Regions from separate parts of the Rattus norvegicus genome. Here region 1 is linked to region 2. A link is a contact called in public Hi-C data. All regions are on one chromosome and are shown on one strand. The core of a region is the stretch at or near the end of the contact, and the rest is flanking DNA. Distances in the headings are between cores, read along the strand shown. Region 1 holds the start of Lnc056 (long non-coding RNA 056). Region 2 overlaps Chd7 (chromodomain helicase DNA binding protein 7).

Evidence for each region. A called contact is a pair of places that touch in the nucleus more often than the background predicts.
Region 1: a contact with region 2 is called in a Hi-C map of liver, with 4 times the contacts expected there. The contact joins the promoter of Lnc056 here to the enhancer-like site in region 2. A contact is called at or near these places in 5 of 12 Hi-C or Micro-C datasets (frontal cortex, kidney, liver and 1 more) and 1 of 1 datasets of contacts at active chromatin or transcription factors (oligodendrocytes).

The regions. Positions count from the first base shown.
Region 1 is chr5:26,956,976-26,961,809 of GRCr8, reverse strand. Lnc056 (long non-coding RNA 056) reads left to right here and starts at 1,313. Exons shown (of 2, transcript NR_126574.1): 1 at 1,313-1,410; 2 at 1,602-1,756.
Region 2 is chr5:26,775,067-26,779,794 of GRCr8, reverse strand. Chd7 (chromodomain helicase DNA binding protein 7) reads right to left here. Exons shown (of 38, transcript NM_001107906.3): 25 at 4,650-4,728; 26 at 3,183-3,312; 27 at 2,671-2,743; 28 at 2,461-2,518; 29 at 1,573-1,801; 30 at 1,123-1,331; 31 at 342-1,010. Among named protein-coding and RNA genes, the nearest start is that of Chd7, 170 kb to the right of the region's middle. Within about 2 kb of position 1,729, at least 8 of the 93 cell types and tissues checked have an H3K27ac peak or open chromatin away from gene starts, as enhancers often do. A contact at or near this core is called in liver, where this site is marked.

The sequences.
Region 1 (4,834 bases), core at 64-2,563, 180 kb before region 2:
TTTTCGTGCTTGCTTCCTGAGAGAGGAAGAGGTCTCATTCTTTAGTTCAGATGGACTTTAAACGCATAGCCTACCTCCTGCCTCGGTTTTTCAATATCTGGGTTTGTAGGCCTAGGCCACCACGTTAATCCTATTTTCTTGAATTTGCCTTTGTGTGATTTCTGTTCTCTATTAGATGTTATTAAATGTTATTTATTTAATGTGTGAGTCCAAATCGTTCTCTCCCTCGGGTCTGGGGGTGTGGTGAAAGCGCTTGAGTATCATGACGCAGGTGTGGAGGAAGGTCAGAGAACAGTTTTGGGGAGTCTGTTCTTTCTTTCCACCATGTGCTAGTCTGGAATCAAACGGAGGTTGTCTGCTTGGGAAAAGTGCCTTTTCCCGCCAAGCCGCCTCTCCAGCCCTGTTCCTGACGCCGATGCTTTGTTTTATCATTTGCTTGAAAGAGTAAAACAGCCTTCAAACTCTCCAGAGATCCGTAACATGCACAGAATTATACATTATCAGACAACTTTTCCTTACCCTTCTTGTCTGTACAGACACGGAAAGTACATGCCTAGGAAGGAAGGAAGCAGAGGTACATGGCGGGAAAGGGAATAAAGTGTAAGAGAGAAGAAACTCCCACTTGAAGACGACAAAGAGGGCACTGACCACACATGGGCGAGATAAAGGGTCTTTTGTTTTTGTTTTTGTTTTTCTTAGAAGATATCACATTTTTTCCTTTGCTCTTGCTCACGATGGAGTGGAGTTAATCTTCATCTTTCTCCCGAGAAGGCACAAAATGAACCATCTTAAACTCAGAAGGGAAAAAAAAAAAAAAACCAACACCATCTGTTGCTGCGCTGAAGCGTTGTAGTGGGGGAGGGGACAAGCCAGTTGTTAACCCGGAAAGCACTCAGGCGCTCAGTTCCCCACTCTGCCTTCTGCCTAGAAGCTAGAAGAGAGGTCCAACTAGAGGGGGGAGGATTCCTTTCCCGGAGGTTTGGATTATTAGCCATTGTACGTGGGTGCGCTGGATTACAACCCAGAGTACGTGGGGAAAGACGTAGGTGGCACTTTACCGAAACGAGATACGTCAAGCTGCTTCAGTGCTGCTAAGGAAAGGATTTCCCTCTCCTTCAATCCCTATCAGTATCATCTGATGGTTTTTTATTTGTTAAACTATCGTCAGATTAACCATACATGTAAAAAAAAATAGCCTTAAAAACAAGGCGCGGCTCGTCATTATCCCAATCACGCATGACTTTGATCGTTTCAGAAAAGGAAATAAAATATTTAAAACCCCACAGGTCTTTATCTGGGCTGTGCGTCTGAACATGCAGCGGCCCCTTGGAACCGAGCTGTGCTGGAGCAGAGAAAGGCTGTGGGTGCGGAGGGACCGCTGGCTTCGTGGCGATGTCGGGCAAACAGCAGGTCAATCTCATCCAGGCGTTAATGAAGGAGAGGGAGGGCAGGCGTCCACTGACAGAAAACAAACCTTCAGCCCCCACAGCCAAAGTCTCTCTGGGCTGTCCCCGTGCTTCAGGGTGACCCACAATGACAAAGCCCACGGGAGCAGTTTACGCATTCGCTTCGAGCATCGTCCTAACCGTGAATTTTTGCAGAGACGGTGAGACGTGGCCACCCTGGCTGTCGCCGCGACTCCCCCAACTCCTCGCGGAGTGATGCCTCGCGGCCGTGGTACTAGACGCCGCCGGAAGATGGCGCACGAAGCTACCGACTCAATCGAGGGTACCGAGAGCTACTTTGGACTAGGTGGCGGAAGAGGGATTTTGATTCATTAAAAAACATAAATTGTACTTGATGAACAATAATAAAAATAAAAAAAACTGACAACTAGATTCCACAGAGATGAGTTTTTAAATCCCTGAAATCAATTTATTTAAAATTATTTAATTTAATTTACTAAATTTCGGTAACTGCTATGTAATGGTGCATGCCGGGCTGTTAGGTTTTATAGCATCTAAATGCTTCTCTTTACGCTGATTGCTGCAGTTGCACAGTCGCCAGAGAACTCTGTCCCCATCTCCAAGCTGTGTAAACAAATTGAGGCGAGAATAATTACACACTGAGAGAAAGGCTCAAGGAAAACCCATGGAAACCAGAGAGAGCCCCAGCCACAAAATACCACCTTAAAAGGGCTCAAAGATCAGTGCTGGTGACTTTACTAAAATCAGCCAGGGGGGCCAATTCTAAACTAAGCAGTGCCCGGGTGCTTCTTAGAGCAGGATCTTCCTTTCAGTAAAATAAAATCCATAGCCACGCGGACATTACACCTTACATTGTTTACGTTAATGAGCGTACATTTCTAGTTTCCCAGCTAGAAAATTCGTGCCCAGAAAAATCTAGAAACTTTGCTCCTCCTTTGAGCTAGGAATGATTTCTGCAACCAAATATTAGTCGTTTCATAAAAGGAACCTTCCCATTCTCCTTTGTGAAGTTCCAACGTGCACATCATGTTGGCGTGCATGGCTATGTCTGATTTGCACACAGGAAGTTGCACACGAACATACTATTTTAAATCTGTGTGTGCATGCGCACGTGTGTGCAAATGCGGGTATACACGCTGTCTGCATGCTATGCGGCTCCATTGTTTTCGGCGTAACTGATTTTGGCACCAGCTCGTTAGCACTTTGGAAGGGCCTTCATTAGCACTGGGACAGTAGCCAAAAGGAATCCAGAAAAATCAACACATGGCTGCTCCTGTTCTCACGATAAACGACAGCTTTCCTGGAAAACAACAACATTCGAGAAGCAAAACAAAAACCCAAAGCAACAAGAGTAGCAACAACGAGAACACGGGAAGTCAGACATCAGCAACTAGGATTTTTTTTTTAAATTTTTAAATTTATCCACTTGTTCGGTTTTTACCATTCTGGATACTCTTGCACAATTAAAGATATAAATAACAGAAGCATATTAGGAACCCAAGGGGAAGAAACTAGGCTCCTGTCTCTTTGTAGTGGTGGTGGTGTGGGGGTGGGGGGTTTGAGGGGTGGGGGTTGCTAGGAAACAGCATGGCATTAGCTGCCTCACCAACCCCCAAACTGAAAGTGGTCCTCGGAAACTTCCAGGCCTAATCCACAGTTCTTTGGAACCTGACTTCTGACAAGAGCCCTTCTGGGAAAAGAGAATTCCCCTCTTTATGTGACTATCTCATCTTGAAACCGGTAGTAAGTAGGAAGTTGTTCAAGTACTTTGATAGCATTCTGGGAAAGCAGTGATAACTAAACTGGTGAAAACTGGTAGCAAACTATATAGCCCATTACACTAATATTGGACCTCACACTCATGCCGTAACAGGTAAACAAGACCTGACAGTGTAAAGAAAAGCAGTAACCAAACCATACAGGGCAGTTTCTCAAAGGGTTAATTCTTGGCAGGTCAGCTGCCAAAAGGAAACATGCTGGTCTTTTAAGACTGGAGGCTTTGCCCAGGAGACAGCCTTCCCACTGGGTCTCAAGAGAAGGCACTGGGCTTGGCCCCTCCTCGTTAGCCCTTTGCCCTCTCCTCTCTGCCCTCGGCTTCTGTTAGAGTTTCTCAATTGTTTGCACTGAACTTTCTTGAAATTTCTCAAGAAAGGGGGAGAGATGGAACGAGAAGGCAGTGAAATAAAGTGAAAAAGTGGGAAAAGTCTGTAGCGTGCATTAGTCGTGTGACCCATAACAAGAAAAAGAGACACATGAGCCAAGTGAAAGCCGTATCTACAGTGTCTGTCTACGGTGTCTACGGTGTCTACGGTGTCTACGGTGTCTACGGTGTCTGTCTACGGTGTCTGTCTACGGTGTCTACAGTGTCTGTCTACGGTGTCTACGGTGTCTACGGTGTCTACGGTGTCTACGGTGTCTACGGTGTCTACGGTGTCTACGGTGTCTACGGTGTCTACGCTGTCTACGGTGTCTACGGTGTCTACAATGTCTATGGTGTCTACGGTGTCTACAGTGTCTATGGTATCTACGCGATGGCGATGCTAAGGGTTCTGGGAAGTGTGGCTCTGGACAGATTCAAAATCCAGAAGCAGCAGGGTTGTGGGGTCTAGAAAAGAAGTCTCGGGTTCATTCAGTTGTTCCACAGGTATTCGTATCTTCTGAAATGACAGGCAGAAACATAAACAAGACATTTCCTTCTACACATTGAACGGTGCTACCATCTTGGCTGACTCAAACCTTGTTCAATGCACAGAATTAGAAAGACAGGGGCTACAAACCTGTGGACTGACAAGATCAAGCCCCAGAGTTGAGATTCTTAAAATGTGTGTGTGTGTGTGTGTGTGTGTGTGTATCTTATATTAGAATACGTGTCTGTGTGCCAATGTATATGTCTATATGTGAGTGTCCACGTTGTGTATGAGTATGCATGTCCTTGTGTCTGTCTATGAGTGTGTGTCTATGTGTGTATGTGATTGTGTGTCTCTGTGTGTGTTTCTGTTTTCTGAGTATGTGTGTTTGTGTGTCTGTCTGTGTATGTGTCTCTGTATGTGTCGGTGTCTGTGTATATGAGAGAGTGTGTGTGTGTGTGTGTGTGTGTGTGTGTGTGTTCAGCACCTTAAACTGCCTGCAGACTGAGCACACACTCTCCCAGAAGCTGAGCCACGATTACGAATCGTAGCTGAAGTATCTGTTGACAACAGCTCATCCTTACAAATGACTCCATCTCAGGATATCGCTGATAATTATTGTGAATGCGCTCACACAGTCTCATGTCTGACAGAATGGTTGCACTTTCCAGCAAGGGCCAGAAAGCCAATTGAAAGATTTCCAAAATGAGGCGAGGTTCCAAGCAGATCTGAGGCTACTGCTCAAAAACCTATTCAGTACCCTTCTCTCTTTCATCTCCC
Region 2 (4,728 bases), core at 480-2,979:
CTTAGGGGAAAAGAAAAAAGCAGGGTCTTGTTGTGTAGTTCTGGAGTTCAGTATATAGACCAACCAACCTATGCTAGAGTTGAAAGTGCATGTGACCACGCCAAGCCACCAATGACTTTTGCAAAACGAAGTGCTTAGAGATACTGGGCGCGGTGGGACACGCCTTTGATCCCAGCCCTCTGGAGGCAGGAGCAGGTGGATCTCTGTGAGTTGTAGGCCAGCCAGAGCTATGAAGTGAGATTCTAGATTTCTCAATCATCAAACAATCAAGGCTGTGGAATCGCACAAAGGCTATGCACCACTGTTGTGGTATCGGGACACTGACAAGAACCAGGCATTACCTTCTGGCTGCGATGACTCCTCCGACTTATCGTCGTCCTCCAGCTTTTCTTCCTCATCCTCTTCTGAGCCTTTCTCTGAGACAGACTTGGACCCAGGGTCTCCACTGCCCTCCACCCCTTTGAGTTCGCCCTTCACAGAGCTGGCCTCGGCCTCACACTCCTGCCTGCTGTCCTTGGCCCCACCAGCTTCTTCTTCCTCCTCTTTCCCATCCGACCTCTCTTTGGCCGGTGAGTGTTCGCACTCCTCTGCCTTGCCTTCGGCCTGTTCCATTACCTTTTCTTCATGAGCATGAGCAGAGGCAATGACTGGAGGAGCCTGGCCAAAGCCCATGGCCAGAGTATTCAAAGAAGGGACGGTACTGGCCCCACGGTTCTGAGCAAAGCTTTTGTGTGCATCTAAGAAGGACAACTCAGGGTCATTGAGAATGTGGTAGTCTGTCCGGCTGACCCCGTGCTTAGCAGCACCCACCAGCAGGTCCCTGTCATGCCGTCCGCACTCCCACCACTCCGGCAGGTCTAGGCTGGGCTGGCAGAGCTTCAGCCTGTCGCTCAGTTGTGGGTGATGAAGGACCTGCTCTCGGATTTTGCGAAGCAGTTCAATGCGGTACAGCGTCCTGGATGCACGCTCCTCTGTGATGGGTTCGATAAGGGAGGCGAGGTCTGGTGGCTCTGTAACACGAAGCACAGTCGTTAACTGGGCAGGCCTTGGGCCCGCCCGACCCGGCATGCACAGTCCCGTCTGCCTAGCACAGTGTGGCTAGTCGTCCGTTCATGTACCTACCGTCCTCGGGCTTGGCAGGCATCCGACATACCCGCCTGCACATGGCCACGAAGCAGCTGAAATACTTCTCCAGACTCTCATCGGACTTTTTGTCTAGTCTGGCAAAGGCTCGGAATTGGTTCCAATCAAACTGCTGCTTCACTGGGTCAAAAATAACCCCAAAGGTGGATACCACACGGTAAAAGTCAGCTTCCTCTCTCCTTGTCCACCTGTGGAGAGGAGACCTGGCTCACGTCACGCTCAGAAGGGCACACAGGACAGTCTTCTCTGCCCCCCAGAGCACGTCTCGGGGACTTATTTAGGGCTGAGGGATGGACACCTCCGGGGGAAGTAGGCCTTCCTTCACTCTGTGATGGGATCGCTGTTTCTTAGGGACCCAGCAGAGAAGGAAGAGAAGGCATGGCGGGTGGGGGTGGGGCGGAGATACTGCAAAAATGGTGGAGAACTCACTTTTGCCTTTTCTCAGATATAATAGCTTCCCTTTCCGCCTCCAGCGCTCTCACTTCCTCCCGAGGCCTCCGTCTGCGCCGGTCCGTCTTCATTAGGGCCTCCTGCCTCATTTGTTGCCTTTTATAGCTGCGCTGATAGGCAGTAATGAGCCGGCGCAGACGCGTAGTCAGGCTTGACGTGTTCGGCCAGTAAAGTTGACCTAACTCAGCATTGCTCTCACTGTGCTTGCCTGAGGAAGTGGAAAAGAAGAGTCTGAGACATCTCTCACAACACAGACAAAAAAAAGATGACTCATTAGCCTTCGGAGTACAGGGTGGGAGAGGCCACTCTGCCACACTCAGATCTGGAAATATAAACAAGCAGTAAGAACGGAGAGGATTTATAAACTATTTACTGTTAACTCCTTTGAGGGGGGGGGAAAGGTTTATCAGTCTGACACAACGAAAGGCAGTCTTTCTTATGAACATGCTTACAATGGTGATCTTGAATGCAGTAAGCACATAGCTACTATCCTAATTATTATTTTTTTAAGAGGATCAACAGTCCACAGAAATATTTCAGATTTAAACAAACGCCTTCCTTCCGATAGAAATGTTTTAAGGACTTTAAAATTTTTCCACTAAATAATGACTATAAGCTAGCAGATCAATTATCTTAATCAAAAAGTTCTATCCAAGATATTAATGGAATGAAAACCATAACTAAGGCTCACCATTACCAACGAGGGTCCAGTCCATGTGGAAGAGGACCCTGAGCTGCTATCATTAGGTTATGGCAGAGGATCCAGCTGCCCCGGACCCTCACCCGTGCCCCAGGCCTCCATGACCAGCTGCCCCGGACCCTCACCCGTGCCCCAGGCCTCCATGACCAGCTGCCCCGGACCCTCACCTGTGCTCTGGGCCTCCATGGAGTCTTCCTTGTCCTCTGGGGGAGAATTTGCAAATTCCTTGAAAGCAATGTGAGAAACAGAGCTATTTTCAATTGGGGTTGGATTTTACTTTCTCTTTTAGAGGAAGGCCACTCTCTAAAGTTTAACAAGTTCTATATGGGCATATAATGTTACTGGCACTGTAAAAGCCAATGCACTCAAGGTCTTACGTCTATTTCATCTTTGAATGGCGCTCTCGTTGGTTTGTATTCCGGATCTTCATCTTCTCTATCAAATTCCCCACTGTGTAAAATTAAAAAAACGGTAGTTTTACATTCTATCAATTTGTAGGGCAGTGTGAGGGGAAGAGTTACGGTCACCCCAATACTAAGTCTGGGTCTGACATTTTTCAATGACTCTGCCCTGCAGTATTTAAAATGCACGGTTACAAGGGGGTGGTGAGGGAGTCACCAAGGGCGACGATGTCGTGTGTGTGTGTGTGTGTGTGTGTGTGTGTGTGTGTGTGTGTGTGTGTGTGTGAGAGAGAGAGAGAGAGAGAGAGAGAGAGAGAACTTTGTTTAAAGTAGTTACTATGCTATATAGACAGGAACTATTGGTAAGCATCAAATTCAAACCAGACATAACAGAGGGCCCAGTTCAGCATAAGAACCAATCACCGACCCCTGCCAGTAGATGTAATACTGACATAAAGTTTATTAAAATTTTAGAATGTCCTTCTTACCCGTCACCACCATCTGCTAGCATGTCTGTCCCTCTTTGCTCGGCAGCGATGGCCTTGGCATCAGGCATACCGACTCGTTCCAGGAAGCAGAGTGCGGGGTCAGCTCTCATGGAATTGTACTTCTCATAGCCTGTGCCATACCCGCCAGCACAGAGGACACGCACAGAAACAAAGGAAGACCCCGTCACTGTCAAAACTCATACCCCCGCCACAACACAGCCAGTTGTTTCCCAGACATCATGTGTGTTGAACTAAACAGACCTTGTTTTGGTGCAGCATTCTAGAGCAGCTTTTGTGGGCCCTCTTATACATCGGGGGTACCATTGAATGACTAACAGACACAGACAGAAAACGGCTCAGGATAACTGCAGGATGCCAGGGAGGGTTTCTGACCCTATTCTTCCCCAACATCTAATTTTGCTTGACATTTAAAAGGCTTGGTTACGTTTCTTTATGACCTCCGCAGGGGTTCTCCAGGTCTACCGCCCCCCACCCCTCACCCCCCCAGCAGGTTTGGTCCAGCGGGAACGCACATGGCTGGCTGAAAAAAAAAAAAAAATCCCGTGTATGGGAGGCCAGCGAACCTGTCTTATCAGGTTTACGATGATGCATGTCAGTAAGATGACACTGTTCCCTCTATGGTTTTTCAAACTGCAATTTGCTTTTTGACTGCCCAAGTTGACTAGATGGGAAATGGCAGATCCCAACAGTGCACTGCGGGAAAATGATTCTGAGGCCGGGCTCGCAGGACGCGGCTGGGGTACATAGGAAGAACAGCACAATTCAATTAGGATGTGTTCTACAACACACCGCTCCTAACTGCTGTAGAGCCGCAAGCCAAACTGTAATCATGAAAGGTTTTATAAGCCATCATTCTCCCCTTTAGTCAGGCTGGGCTGCTAGGAATACCTCCGCGACCTCCAGAGAATTGGGATTATAATCAGGAAACGCTCACTGTATATATCATGGCACTTCTGCATCCCCAGCCTTTCAAAGTTAACAAGGCTGCGTCCCACTTGGGGGAGCGGTGAGTCCCCGGCACTGACATTTGTGAAATATTGCTTGGAACAAAGCCCAGGAGGCACTTGTACAGATTAATAGCAGAGGTTAAGCCCACCGTCCACTCTGACACAGGCTGGCAGAGTTTAGTGAGGGCGGCCGTTCTGGAAGTGAAGTTTCGGGAATGCCGTGGTACGGCTTGGCTATTACTAAAAACAAATATGGCTTGACTTCTGTTTATAGCCAAGAAAGAAATGTTTTCTTCTCAAACACTCAACAAACATTCAAAAACAGCATCTGATATTTACAGTTCGTATTAGATTTCTAGTGCAGAAAAATGGTCGGCGCCAAGAGTCCTTTGGAACGGTCCTCATTAATATTATGACTTTGGAAAAGGAGTATGCAAAGAGTTCTAAATAAAGATGAAGCCACCCAGTCAAAATGTGTTCAGACAGAAGCACTCCTTACCATGTTTAAACACTCCAATTAAGAGGGATTTATCTGCTTCCTTATCCCACCAGTCTGCAGGAACTTCCGCATGAAATGG